2 separate regions of the Rattus norvegicus genome follow, and region 2 is linked to region 1. The links are chromatin contacts, called in public Hi-C maps. All regions are on one chromosome and are shown on one strand. Each heading gives the region's core, a stretch centred on a gene start, on an enhancer-like site or on the middle of the called end of the contact. The rest is flanking DNA. Distances are from core to core; before and after follow the strand shown.

Region 1 (6,388 bases), core at 2,465-4,964:
ATAAAGGTTCTTACTGCCAAGTCTAATAACCTATCTTCAATGGCCAGGACCTACATGGTGAAAGAAAATGGACTTTGTGCAAGGTATACGCTGGCCTCCTGTCACATGACAGAGGATGAGTGACAGAGGATGACCATACTCACAAACAAAACAAAAATATAATAGAAAGGGTTGGGGATTTAGCTCAGAGGTAGAGCACTTGCCTAGCAAGCGCAAGGCCCTGGGTTCGGTCCTCAGCTCTGGGGGGGAAAAAATAGTCAGGCAGTGGTGGTGCATGCTTTGGTCTGAGCGCTAGGGAGGCAGAGATAAGAGGATTTGAGTTTGAGGCAAGCCTGGTCTACAGAATGAATTCCACGAGAGTACACACAAAACCATCTCTCAAAAAACTAAAAACTGCACTCATCTGGTGGGATGTGACTTTTCCCCAAGAACAATAATGAGACAGTGGATCAAGGCCCCCACAGAACTGGGATCAAAGCCCCAGCAAGTCTGGGTTACTGGTGCTTCCTAGTACTCACGTGTCTTTCTGTACTTCAGGGTCATCATATCGTCGTCCAATAAGACGCTTTGTAGCATAGAAAGTATTGTTTGGGTTGGTGACAGCTTGTCGTTTTGCTGGCATACCAACAAGTCGCTCCCCATCTGGTGTAAAGGCAACCACAGAAGGGGTAGTTCTGGCACCTTCGGCGTTCTCCAGGACCTAAAATTCCCAAAGACACTGTTTAAAGTACTAGTCACCACTGGACTCTTGGTAGCCAAGACTTGAGATACAACCACAGCTTAAACTGTATTTAAAATAAAAATGCTGAAAGGATAATGCACTAAACTGGCATGTTTTATTGTTGTGAATCCTACAAAAATACCATTTCAAATATACGCAGAAGACTATAGCCATACCACCTTTATTATGACTACTGTTAATTACATACAGAAGCTAAAATTTCAGACAAAAAAATAGAGAACAGCATAAATGAGGACAACGGAAGGGCTTATGTTAGTACCAAACATGTGGGGTTTCAGCCGGTACCCAGTGCAGGCATGGGTAAAGAAGCAGGACAACTATAGATTCCCAGGAGCTCTAAGCCTTGACAACTCAAAAGAAAGTTTGTGTATTCTGCTGAAGAGGCTTCAACAACCTTTACATAACACAAATGTGGAGCTCTCCTTGTTTCTAGTGAGTAGAAGCTTCCGACCTCCAGTCTTGCTGGACTCCTAACACAGCAAGCCATTTCAAGTCCTCTAATGACATCACCACCAGTTCCCCAAAGTCCATGTTTCACTTGTACTCTTGGAAGTTAGATCCATTTAATTATGAACACCCAAAGGTTAATTCCTAAGTCTTAAAAAAGCAAAAGCGGTTGGGGATTAGCACAGTGGTAGAGCACAGGGCCCTGGGTTCAGTCCTCAGCTTGGGGCAGAGGGGAGCAGTGGGGCAAAAGCAGGCTTTAAATGCAAATTAGAAGCCTAGAGTGGTTAATAATGCCTGTGATCTTAGCACTTAATACTGTACCCTTGAAGCTGGCCCAGGATACAGTATCTCAGGAGGAAAAACCAGCACCAAACTAAACACATCATTGCTTGTTTGTAAGACAGGGTTTCTCTGTGTGGCCCTCGTTATCCTGAACTCACAGATCCCTCTGACTTTGCTGGGATTAAAGGTGTCCACCATCAAGCTGGGCTCCGATTTAGCATTCCTGTGTACTTAATGCCATTCCTATGTACTAGATATCTAAATGACCCCGGGCTTCAATTTATTCTCACCTTGGCTTGTTTGCCCTCCATAACAGCCACACAGGAGTTAGTAGTACCCAAATCAATTCCAACAACTGCACCCTTGATTGCTTCTGACCTGTAAGAAATGAAACACCATGGTCATCTTAACAATGATCTCCAATGTCAGGAAGAACTGTTTTATGTTGGTGTTAACAGTGGCACACTAAATCAACTACAAATACAAACGAATAGTTAGCGATAAAGAGGAATAGTTCCATGTTAACAAATACACCCATCATAGCTGAGGTTCAATGTGTGTTTTTCTCAGAGAGAGTGAGGTTATACTTACGCATAATCCCTTCTTGAAACAAATCTAAAAGCCTCATGACTAAGGCCATTCCAGCCATCCTGGGGAGAAAAAATATTGCATCAGCCACCAACTACAAAGACTCTTGTTTTTTTTCCAATTATTCTGAAAAAACTCATGCAACTTTTAGTCCTTAGTATGTAAAATACATAGATTACAGATCACATATCTACAAGTTTTCCAGACTTGTCTGGTAAAATTAAGCGTACATAAAATTGTCTTGAATTGCCACCACTAAAGAAAAAAAAAATTACATTGCAATGGATGTACAACTTTGACATTATTTATCTTGTACCAGTATCTGCTGTGACAAACTGTGATGCTTAGAAGCAACTCTGGCCTTTACCAACAAGCCCCCCATAAATTGTCACTCAATTTAGGACAACCTGGAAGTGGGCAGAAGTGCCTTGCTCGAACACAAACTCCCGTGAGGGGAGGGGGGAGGGGGAGGGGGGAGGGAGGGAGAGAGACACTGAGACTGTGTGCGAGAACCACTTTTGCTGAACACCTGATTAAGGAGACACCAAAAATTTCAAAATTCAGTTGACTGGCCTAATGGCAAATGCCTTTATTCCTAAAACCTCAAAGCCAGAGACAGGCCTGGTCTAGAACAGCTAGGGCTACACAGTGAGACCCTGTCTCAAAATAAACTCACAACCCTGTACACCTCACTTCAATAACGTGTGCACTGCAAGTAGAGATTTAAAGTTCTCAGATACATTTCCACTGGCCTGGTCAAACAATTATTTTGGAGAGTTTCAGGTCTCAATCTCCAAAGACGTACTTTTTCTTATTTCAGATCAAAATCTTTTTTCTACTTGTTATTATAAATCACAAGTAAATCGAAGGAAAAAAACCTCTCTATCTTTGGAGCTGGGTGTGCTCGCCTTCAATCTCAGCCCTCGTGGGGAAGAGACAGGCGCGGGGATGTGGGGGTGTCTCTGTGAAGCCCACAAAGTTAATTCCCGGGCAGACAGGTCTACAAAGAAACCCTTTCTCAAAAATATAAAGTGAAAAGTCAAAGAATGGAGTTGGAATGTTGGAATTTAATTTTCAGTTCCTAATGTGGATACCCCCCACTTCTTCACAGCAGCGACATTCTTGAATATTTACAGCAGAGAAACTGTCCATCAACCCTCAACAGTCTAGCGTACATAGTTCTGCGTTTCCAGTAAACTATACCTACTGTCTAAGACCAAGCACATCCAATGTGCTACAGGTTAGAGGGCCACTACGTCGTGAATTATTGGGGTAAAGACTTCAGAACGCCAAGGATTGTGACTCAGCATAGCTCGAGGCTAAAGCCCTCAAAGAAGGCCAACAAAGACTATCGAAGGTCCGTTACCTTCCTACGCTCCGGATTTCTCCTAGAGTCTGACCCCGAAGGGCAAGGCCTGCCTTACTCGAGTCGGGGCCTGGAGCCCCTACCGGAAGGCATGGCAGCTCCTCACCTGGTGACGGGCGGCGGCGGGACTCCGGGACGCTGTGGTGCCCACGAGACGCGCGGCCGCGGCTCTGCTGGCGCTTATCATGGCGGCTGGACAGAGGGCTACGAGGGCAAGAACAAACACCCCACAGACCCGGAGCTGCGTGCACGGCGGTGGCTACGCTTCTGGAACCCTCCAACCACGTGGGGTGGGGGGGCGGGGGCTGGCCGCTGCAGCAATGAAGCCCGCTGTTCTGCTGAGGCACCTAGCGTAGTGCCTGACCAGAAACTTCCTGTTTGCTGCTCCCGGAATCGGCGCACGCCGCGAGCACGCTCCTCAGAATGATCGTTGAAAATTTCCGTTCTTTCATCACGGCTTCTGGGGCTGTGGGAACAGTGAGAAGGGAGCGGGAGAAGAGAGACGTACAGGCATTACTTCAGACAGCCCCGGTCCTTGAGGCAGGAAAGACTCAAGGTCACACGGGATAAATTACGAACCGATTACAGTCTCCTTGCGTCAGTTGCGCAGAAGGAGGGGCCTCCTGCGCCTGCGTCGTCGGCTCCGGATGAAGCCCTGTAGCGCATGTGTAAGGGGCGTGGAGGAAACGGGTTAGGACTTAACTGTAGCGTTTATTGGATACTCCAGTGCACGCGAATTTACTGGAGAGTACCGGGGGCGCGAGCTCGCGCGCTCACTGGTAGGCGCGTGGGAGTTTTTCCCGAGGCCGCTACTTGCAGCGGGCGCCATCTTGTCCTCAGGCGTTGATAAGGGGACCTTTGTTCTCACCGTTTATTCATAGCTTCAAGTATGCACACCTGTATATGCGCGGTCTTATGGGATCTGATGTCCTCTTCTGGTATGTCTGAAGACAGCTACAGTGTACTCACATGCACAAAATAAATAAATCTTAAAAAAAAAAAAGACTGTCTTGAGAAGGATGAGGGCTCTTACGTGAGCTCTTAAGGTTTGCTGGGCCAGAGGCGACTCTTTTTCAAACCTTGCACTTGCCAGGTGTTAGTTATACTGTGACTTTTTTTTTTTTTTTTAAGACAAGGTTTCAGACGGGGTGTAAATGGCTGGGCATGGGGAGAGTCTCTCTATATGGCCCTGGCTGTCACAGAACTAGCTATATAGACCGGGCTGGCCTTGATCCCCCGCCAGTCTATCCCCGGAGTGCTGGAATTAAAGGCTGCACCACCCCACCCAACCCCAGTGTTTTACTAGCCTTAGCTATGTGGTGGTTTTGTAGCTTTTGTTGTCCTCAAACTCAAGGCTGACCCTTTCGAATGCCTGGATTACAGATGTGAGGTGTGTCTGTCCAGAGACTTTCAGGGACAAAACCTGAACAAATGTTGTGTCAAGTTTTTCTCGATGGTGGTAAAAACAGTTCAGTGATTCAAAGACAGTGAAATAGAACTTGGTTTTGGAGGTAAGCAGTTTGATATAAATAGAAAATAGTTGGGTAGGAAGTGGTTGTACAGTTCTGTGATTCCAGCGGCCATCTTTGATTTCATCACTCGTTCCAGGCCAATGGGCTACATGAGACTATCTCAAAGAAAAAGAAGTGAAAGTAGTCATCACTGTAACAAGTAATGAAGAAAGTGGTGAAATTAGGAGATAAAATACAGTTTACATTATGAAAAGAAGGGAAGGAAAGATAGCTGGGAATGGTGCTGTAAGCCTCCAGCACTTGGGAGGAAGTAGAATCAGAAATACAAGGTCACCTTTGGTGATATAATTAGTTGGAAAGCAGCTTGATGACACTAAGAGACGGTGAACCTGTTTCAAAAAGGGTTAATAAAATTAAGTTAGGACAGACATTACAATTACATACATTTTTAAAAATGTCCTTGTGTGGGGTTGGGGATTTAGCTCAGTGGTAGAGCTAAAGGCCCTGGGTTCGGTTCCCAGCTCCGAAAAAAAAAAATGTCCTCGTGTGATAAATGCTTGTGTTCTATCAGACATGTGGAGGGTCTGATTTTAACATAGCTACATAGTAAGACTGTCTCAAAAAGTAAAAGGACTAGAATTGTATCTGAGTTGTTAAGTGTGCTAGCCTAGAAGGTACTAGGCCATGAGTCCATACTCATCATCCCTTAAATCAGGTTTAGTGGCACAAACTTCATCCCAGCTTTCAGGAGGAACATTTTAAGTTCTAGACCAGCCTGGGCTATATTACCAGTAACAGGCTACATAGGAGTCTCAAATCAAAAAGGAACCTCTCGCCTCTCTTCATCAAATTACACTTGTCATTATATCCTTACTGATCTAGCACTTGAAGAAATTACCTAAGAAACTACATTGCCAAGGCCAAAGTTAGATTGTTGACCCCCTGAAAACAGTTATTCTGCCACAGTTTCTTGAAGAAAGAACATCAAGAGGAATGACAGATACTAAACACTAAAACAAAAGTTGAAACCGTTGCACCTTACATTGACTATAACAAGAAGTAAGGAAGGCAGGTGAAGATAATTGAAGCCAGTGTATTCATGTAAACTGGTGTGCCATTTGTCTCTGAGACTGAAGTAGGAGTTCAAGGACAGCCTGGGCTACACAGCAAGATCTTATTTTAAAAAGATTAAGTTGGCCTAGCATAGCCAAAAGCTTGAGGCCAGCCATGACTATATAGTGAGTTCCAGAATGAATGGGTCTCTAAGATAGCAAGACTTTGTCTAAAAGTCCTGAAGCAACAACAACAACAAAGGTAAGTATTTGCTTTTCTTCTTATTCCACATACTTAAAAGCCAGAGTGAGAGCCCTGGAATCCAGTGTTATATATCTTATTTAGTTTAATATCCCAGACTTGCCTCAAATTCACTAAATTTATTTGAAGCATGGAACCTAAGGTTATATGCAAAACCTCTACTGAGCTTAATCCAGA
Region 2 (6,388 bases), core at 1,018-3,517, 300 kb after region 1:
TTGGCTGTCTCAGGTAATGAACTGTTTCCCTAAAGTGGCACGTATAATTATTGTCCAAGTCATAATTACAAAACACTTTTAAATCCAGGAAAGGAAACTCTTATCAATAACATGCTGGTTTCCAGTTTTACAAAGTTCTACACTTGTGTCCCGAGTACGGGGAGTTAGAACTAACTGGAGCTCTATCCCTCATAGCAGGGCTGGTGTCTGTTTTGGAAGCACTAGTTATTGGGCTGGCCAAACCTTTCACAGAGGGTTGTATACTACAGCCCTCTGGCTATGACCTGTGTGTCCTGCTACTTTAGGTTAGCCCTATGTTCTGGTGTCACTGGTCACTTGTACAAGCCTGTGAAACTCAGGGGAGAAGCCTCAGCTCGCTCAGCTAGTTTATTATAGAGAATTCTCTTTCCCTTCGTGGAAAGCGTCTGTCTCTGAAATGATCATAGTTTAACTGACTACTTTCCCAAAGATCATGTCTGCATGATGTGCAGATAGAAAACAGAGAGGAAATATTTAAGTGCCATTTAATTATGAACTTGCAAAAAATAAATCTGGGTAATTCACCTCACAAAAACAGTTGATTTCATTATATAAACATAAACTGGTAATGACATAGTAAATTGCATTCATATAGAACATGTCTGTCAAATGCAATTCAGTGTTTAGCTCACAGAAATAAATTTCAATCCTATCTCCTTAGAGTTGAGTAACACTAAATGCATTTTCCATTTAACATGGACTCTGTTGCCCCTGGCGGTGTTGTCTTCTTGGAAATGCCAGGCTTCCTGAGGCTACTGGCTGTGGGCAGATTTAGTGACTGGGTTCTTGTCGAGCTAAAACTACCTGTCACCCCAGGGACCCACAGGCTGGAATGTGAGTGGCAATGGGGCTTGAAAGAGAAGCAGACTTAAGTACATGCACAGCACCGTCCTCCAGCAGTGACCTATATAAAGGGGACTGTGCTCTGCATACCAATGTCTCCCTGGCTTTGCATGTACTCCTCCAGATGTAGCTTTGGCCTAACTTGAGAAAGCACTGGTGCGGGCTGTTGAGCTGCAGGAAGGCAGGGTAAACAGTGTTGCTGCAGGACTGCCAAATTGCAGATGCTGCTACTTTAAAACAGAAAATTCATCTGCGGGCACATTGTTGCAGCAATGGGCCTTTCTGGGAATCTTGGCCTTCTGTTGTTTTTCCCAGTGAAGTTTGGGATTATTCTTCTTCATAGGCTTAGGGAGAACATTCTACCTTCACAGCACATTTTAAAGCAAACAACAAATTTGCAAATCTAAATGCAAACTTCCCTCTGGATAAATACTACATTCTTAGTCTTTTTAAATTAAAGTGAGTGTGTTTGTTGAGTTAGACTCAAGGGATTTTCATTTTTTTTCTCACAGTAAAGTAAAATATAATAAAATAAAAATGTTCCTCATATAACATTTTTCAAATCAGACAACAAAAGGGATTAACTATCAGCATTTAGTGGGATCCAGGCAGGATTTTTTTAAGGTTATTTATTATAAAACATAAGACCAGTAAAGAGAAATTAAATTCTTTGGCAGGTCCACTTTTATTTATCTAGTGACTGGGTTCAACATTTTTGCAAATAAATGAGTTTAAGAGGGCCTGACTTAGCAAAACTATTGAGCCAGTTTCTATTTAGTGAGTTGAAGCATAGAATTATTGTCTTGAAGAGAGCATGAGAATTTTGTATGCCTGCCTCTTATGTGTTTTTGATCTGTCATAAGCTTGCTGAAGAACACAATGATTAGTAATGTGAGTGAGGAGCGGTGAGGACCACGTGGGTGTGGCTTCCCTTCCCCGAGAACCAAGAACCAACCAGTAGCTAACAGTGAGCCTGTGGACCCTCCCCCACCCGTGCTCCACTCTTGATAGGCCCAGTGCAGGCAGTGGCTGTCATAACCAGAAGATTTCACAGGCCTTCTCTTTATCTGCTGGCTAGTGCATTCTTTGAGTCCCCTCTTCCATGATGTTCTCCAAGCCTTAGAGAGGTTGGATGAACATCCCGTTTAGGGCTCAGCACTGAACCATGCCTTATTCTCACCATCTTGGGCAACAGAGTGTCTTTGTATTTATTGCAAGAAAAGGTCTCTGAGGTTGAGTACTTCTGTGAGTGTAAACAAGTGTTGGGGGCCACAGTGACACCAGTTTAACTAAACCTTAGTAAGCCCTCTGGGGCCCAGACCTCCCAGCAGTGGGTCTGACTGGGTTGCATTGCCATCCCCCTTTCTGTTCAGTCTAAGACCCAGCCTGTGGAGTGGTGCTCCCCAGTTAGGATGGGTCTTTCCGCCCCGGTTAACCCAAACTAAGTAGTTTCTGACAGCTGTGCCCGTAGGCTGGTCTGCTTGTGAGTTTAGATCCCTTCAAGTTAACAGTCAGTATTAACTCTCATTAAAATGTTTATTCCCTGCCCGGTCTGATTTTCATACAAAAGGATTTTTGTGTTTTTTAAAAAAATTTATAATAAAATAAGCGAAACTGTAGGCAAGAATTTCTCTGTGGAGGAAAGAAGCAGCACTTGAGGTGACTTCGTGGTGGCTAGAGGGAATGTTAGCGGTTTGGTTTTCTGTTGTGTTTTTGTGTTTGTTTTCTTGCTGATGTGAGAAAAGGGTCCACGGGTCAACAGTACAGTCTGTTATGGCAGAGAAGTCCTGGCAGCCAGTCACTTTATATGCTTAGGAAGCAGAGTGAGTAATCGTACTTACTCCACCTCCCCCAAAACAGGGTTTGTTTTTTCTGTGTAACCCCGAGTATCCCAGAACTCACACTGTAGACCTTCTGCCTCCTGAATGCGGGGATAAAAGCCACCACCACCTGGCTCCTCTCCTCGTACCCAGGGAGTGGTGCTGCCCACAGTGGGTGAAACTCGCCACCTCACAGGTCTGCCCAGAAGTCCATCTCTCATGCCAGGTTTCCTGAGATGAACAGTCATGGCCAACTTCTGTAGGTGTACTTCCTTTGTTTTGTCATACCTTCTCTGGTTGTGATCACAGATGGGGGGAAAGTGTGTACAAATTTAATAAAATTGGGGTTTGTTTTTGAAAACATAGGTATCTAGATGATGTTTTTTATAGAGTACATCACTGAGTCTGATGTATTAACCCTCCAAAGTGTTAACCACACCAAAACAGGGATGAGATCTAAATAATATGGAAAACACTGGGTTGTAGGTTTTTTTTAACTCAGAATCTTTTCTTCCCTTTTGACTTTCCCACCTTTGCAATACAAGATTTATCTTCCACATTAATCTTGGGTTCAGAAAAACTAGTTTCAACATTAAGACCTTGAATGATTGCAGGCTTAGTATATGTTTGTTTAGTTGTCATGGAGGGAATTTGGATTTAAAAGATGCCTATGATGATGTTGCAGTCCTCTTCCCTCCCTCCCTCCCTCCCTCCCTCCTTTCTTTCCTCCCTCCTCCTTCCTTCCCTCCCTCCATTTGTCTCTCCCTCCCTTCCTTCCCTCCTTCTCTCCTCCCTCCTTCCCTCCCTTTTGGTATACTCCTGGCTGCCATCCTGGAACTCTGTAGACCAGGCTGGCCTTGAACTCACAGAGACCTGCCTACCTCTGCCTCCTGAGTGCTGCAATTAAAGGCGTGTGTCACTACACCTGGTCCCAGTGTACGTCTTAAAAGAGATTGCATTTGCTGTTTGTTCTAGCTCTTCTATAAGAAATAGAACTTTCTGCACCTACTATGTCACGTTCTGTTGTTGGCAGGATACCATGTCTTTAACTGACATAACTCCTGAGAGCGGCCATGTGTTGCATCAAAGGGGAAGTTAATGTTGCCACCCTCTGCAGCCCTTCATGTTTGCTGTATATTTGCCTCTCACCCCATCTGAGTCTGCCCTCCTGTCATGGTGGTCTGTGTGCAGCTTGCAGCTTGTTCCTCTTAGCACAGTTTCCTTGGCCCTCTGGCTTGTTTCCCTTTCACTATTATAGATGAGAGTGGGAGTACTTGCTCTGGGGTTTCTGAAAACCGTGTCAGGCTTTGAAAGGAAATGGTTTGGGGTTTTCAAATCCAGCTGTGTGCCTAGTAGGAGCTTCTGGTCAGTTTGGCTGGATTCAGTGACAGCCGATGAAGGCGGAGTCCTTGAAGGCAGTGTGCTTGTTGTTCCTATTGCGTTATTTATTTGGCATATGGGGTATTTGGAGGACAGGGGACACTTGCAGGAGTTGGGTCATACTCTAGATTCAGGCCCCACCTTCCTGAGTGCTGTGTGCAAATGTGTGCCACTCCTTCATATAAACCTGACTCGTGTGGCTGGCACCAAGTTCTTCCTCAGGAACTGGAACATCATGATCTTTCATCTTTTTGTCCTCAGAGAACCACATTTTGGAAGATGTGAACAAGTGTGTTATCGCTCTCCAAGAGAAAGACGTGGATGGGCTGGATCGCACTGCTGGGGCCATTCGAGGCCGGGCAGCCCGAGTCATTCATGTCGTCACCTCAGAGATGGACAACTACGAGCCAGGAGTTTACACAGAAAAGGTTCTAGAAGCCACCAAACTCCTCTCCAACACAGGTCTGAGGACTGTCCCCCCTCCTAGGGTTTCCCTTGTCCCCACCATGGCTGGCTCTGACAGGCTGTCTTCTCATTCCAAATACTGGGGATTGCGCGCACGCGCGCGCGCACACACACACACACACACACACACACACACACACACACACACACACACCTTTTACAGACACTGAGTAGCTCAGTGTACTAGTGAGCAGTTGTCTGTTAGGCAGCTCATGAGCACATAGCTTTATGAATCTGAGATAAACTTCTGAGTTGTCTCTGCTAGTGAGTGCATACAAAATCAGGGTGGGTCCCTCCTGCAGTGTCAGGGATTGAACCCAGAACTTCTTACATGGCAGGAAGCCCTTGGCCAGCCTGCTGTAGTTCTCACTCTTAAGGTCTCAGCATTAGCATCATTTCAAGTTTTCAACCACCCAGTCCTAGTTCACAGAATCTCGTGAGGAGAGGCTTGAGTCCTTGTAGGAACAGAGGCTCTTTGTCATGACCGTGACTGTCTGTCCAAGGACTCAGGAAAAGGTTGGTGGAGGACCATCTGCATAGTGTGACCTGTCCTTGTCTCTGTAGTCATGCCGCGTTTCACTGAGCAAGTGGAAGCAGCTGTGGAAGCCCTCAGCTCAGACCCCGCCCAGCCTATGGATGAGAATGAGTTCATCGACGCCTCCCGTCTGGTATACGACGGCATCCGGGACATCCGCAAGGCCGTGCTGATGATAAGGGTGAGGGGCCATGTTCTAGACATTTTACTTTTTTAAGATTTCTTTTTTTAATGTATGTGAGTGCTTGTTTCTATGCACACCAGAAGAGGGCATCGGGTCCCATCACAGATGGTTGTGAGCCACCATGTGGTTGCTGGGAATTGAACTCAGGACCTCTGGAAGAGCGTCAGTGCTCTAACCACTGAGACACCTCGCCAGCCCTTCCAGACATTTTAACAGCTTCTGCCAGCTTGAGCAATGTGCCATCTGGAACTCAGGAGATCCAGTGGCAGTATATTAAACCCAAGGATCTAAGAGCTATTAGAATGAGATAAAACCCAAACGTGGACCAGAAAAAGAAATCTAACATGAGTTGGGCTTGATAAATTAATTTGGGAATTTATTTGGATAAACATAGAATAGTTTGAGTTGCAGGGAAAACTACAGAAGATATTTTAAATTTCAGAGAGCATTTCTTCAAGGTTAAGTTACTGTACTTTTGCCAAAAAGGAACACTCCTCTCCTTGAAGGAAAACTCAGGCAGGAGGTTAGGCTCTGTTCAGAACAGAGTCTGACATGTGCCAGCCCCCCATGGTGTCCCACGGCTCAGGGGCAAGTGGAAGGACGACCACTAGGTCTGATGTTCCCGTCTGAGAGAGAGCAACAGAAAGTCCTCAGACCTCCCTGTGAACGAGGGGCGTTCTGAATCTGCAGGCCCCTCCATCAAACAAGTCCTGGGCCTGCATCTCACAAAATGTCAGTTTTAACCCTGTCTGCCTTGCCAGCAGAAACTAACCACAGTGCCAGTTGCGAACAAGTTGAAGGCCTATTGCTTCCACTTTGTATGAGGCATTGAAAAACTTAGGTATGACCACCATTCCCTGGGGAGGCAGGGAATGCCCCAAGAGCACACTGGGAAGCGGAATGGTTGTGAGTGTGGCTGGAAGATAGTGAAGCCTCCAGTCTTTCCTTTCCGGTCTGTGCTAACGAAGAACCCAAGTGGCCAAAGATGCTTTAGTGGGTAAAGGTGTCTGCGATCAAACTCTGTGGCCTGGACTTGATCTCCAGGACCCATGTGGTTAGAGAAGACCAAAGAAGACTGACGCCTGCATGTTGTCCTCAGAGTCCAAGTCTGTCAGAACATCG

The links. Hi-C and Micro-C count contacts between places; a contact is called where the count stands out from the background.
Region 2: a contact with region 1 is called in a Hi-C map of Schwann cells, with 2.9 times the contacts expected there. The contact joins the enhancer-like site here to the promoter of Hspa9 in region 1. A contact is called at or near these places in 1 of 12 Hi-C or Micro-C datasets (Schwann cells) and 1 of 1 datasets of contacts at active chromatin or transcription factors (oligodendrocytes).

The regions. Positions count from the first base shown.
Region 1 is chr18:26,824,684-26,831,071 of GRCr8, forward strand. Hspa9 (heat shock protein family A (Hsp70) member 9) reads right to left here and starts at 3,715. Exons shown (of 17, transcript NM_001100658.2): 1 at 3,532-3,715; 2 at 2,063-2,121; 3 at 1,762-1,849; 4 at 519-700. The coding sequence starts at 3,612.
Region 2 is chr18:27,121,979-27,128,366 of GRCr8, forward strand. It overlaps Ctnna1 (catenin alpha 1), which reads left to right. Exons shown (of 18, transcript NM_001007145.1): 11 at 1-13; 12 at 4,344-4,544; 13 at 5,112-5,263. Among named protein-coding and RNA genes, the nearest start is that of Lrrtm2, 28 kb to the left of the region's middle. Within about 2 kb of position 2,268, at least 7 of the 93 cell types and tissues checked have an H3K27ac peak or open chromatin away from gene starts, as enhancers often do. A contact at or near this core is called in Schwann cells, where this site is marked.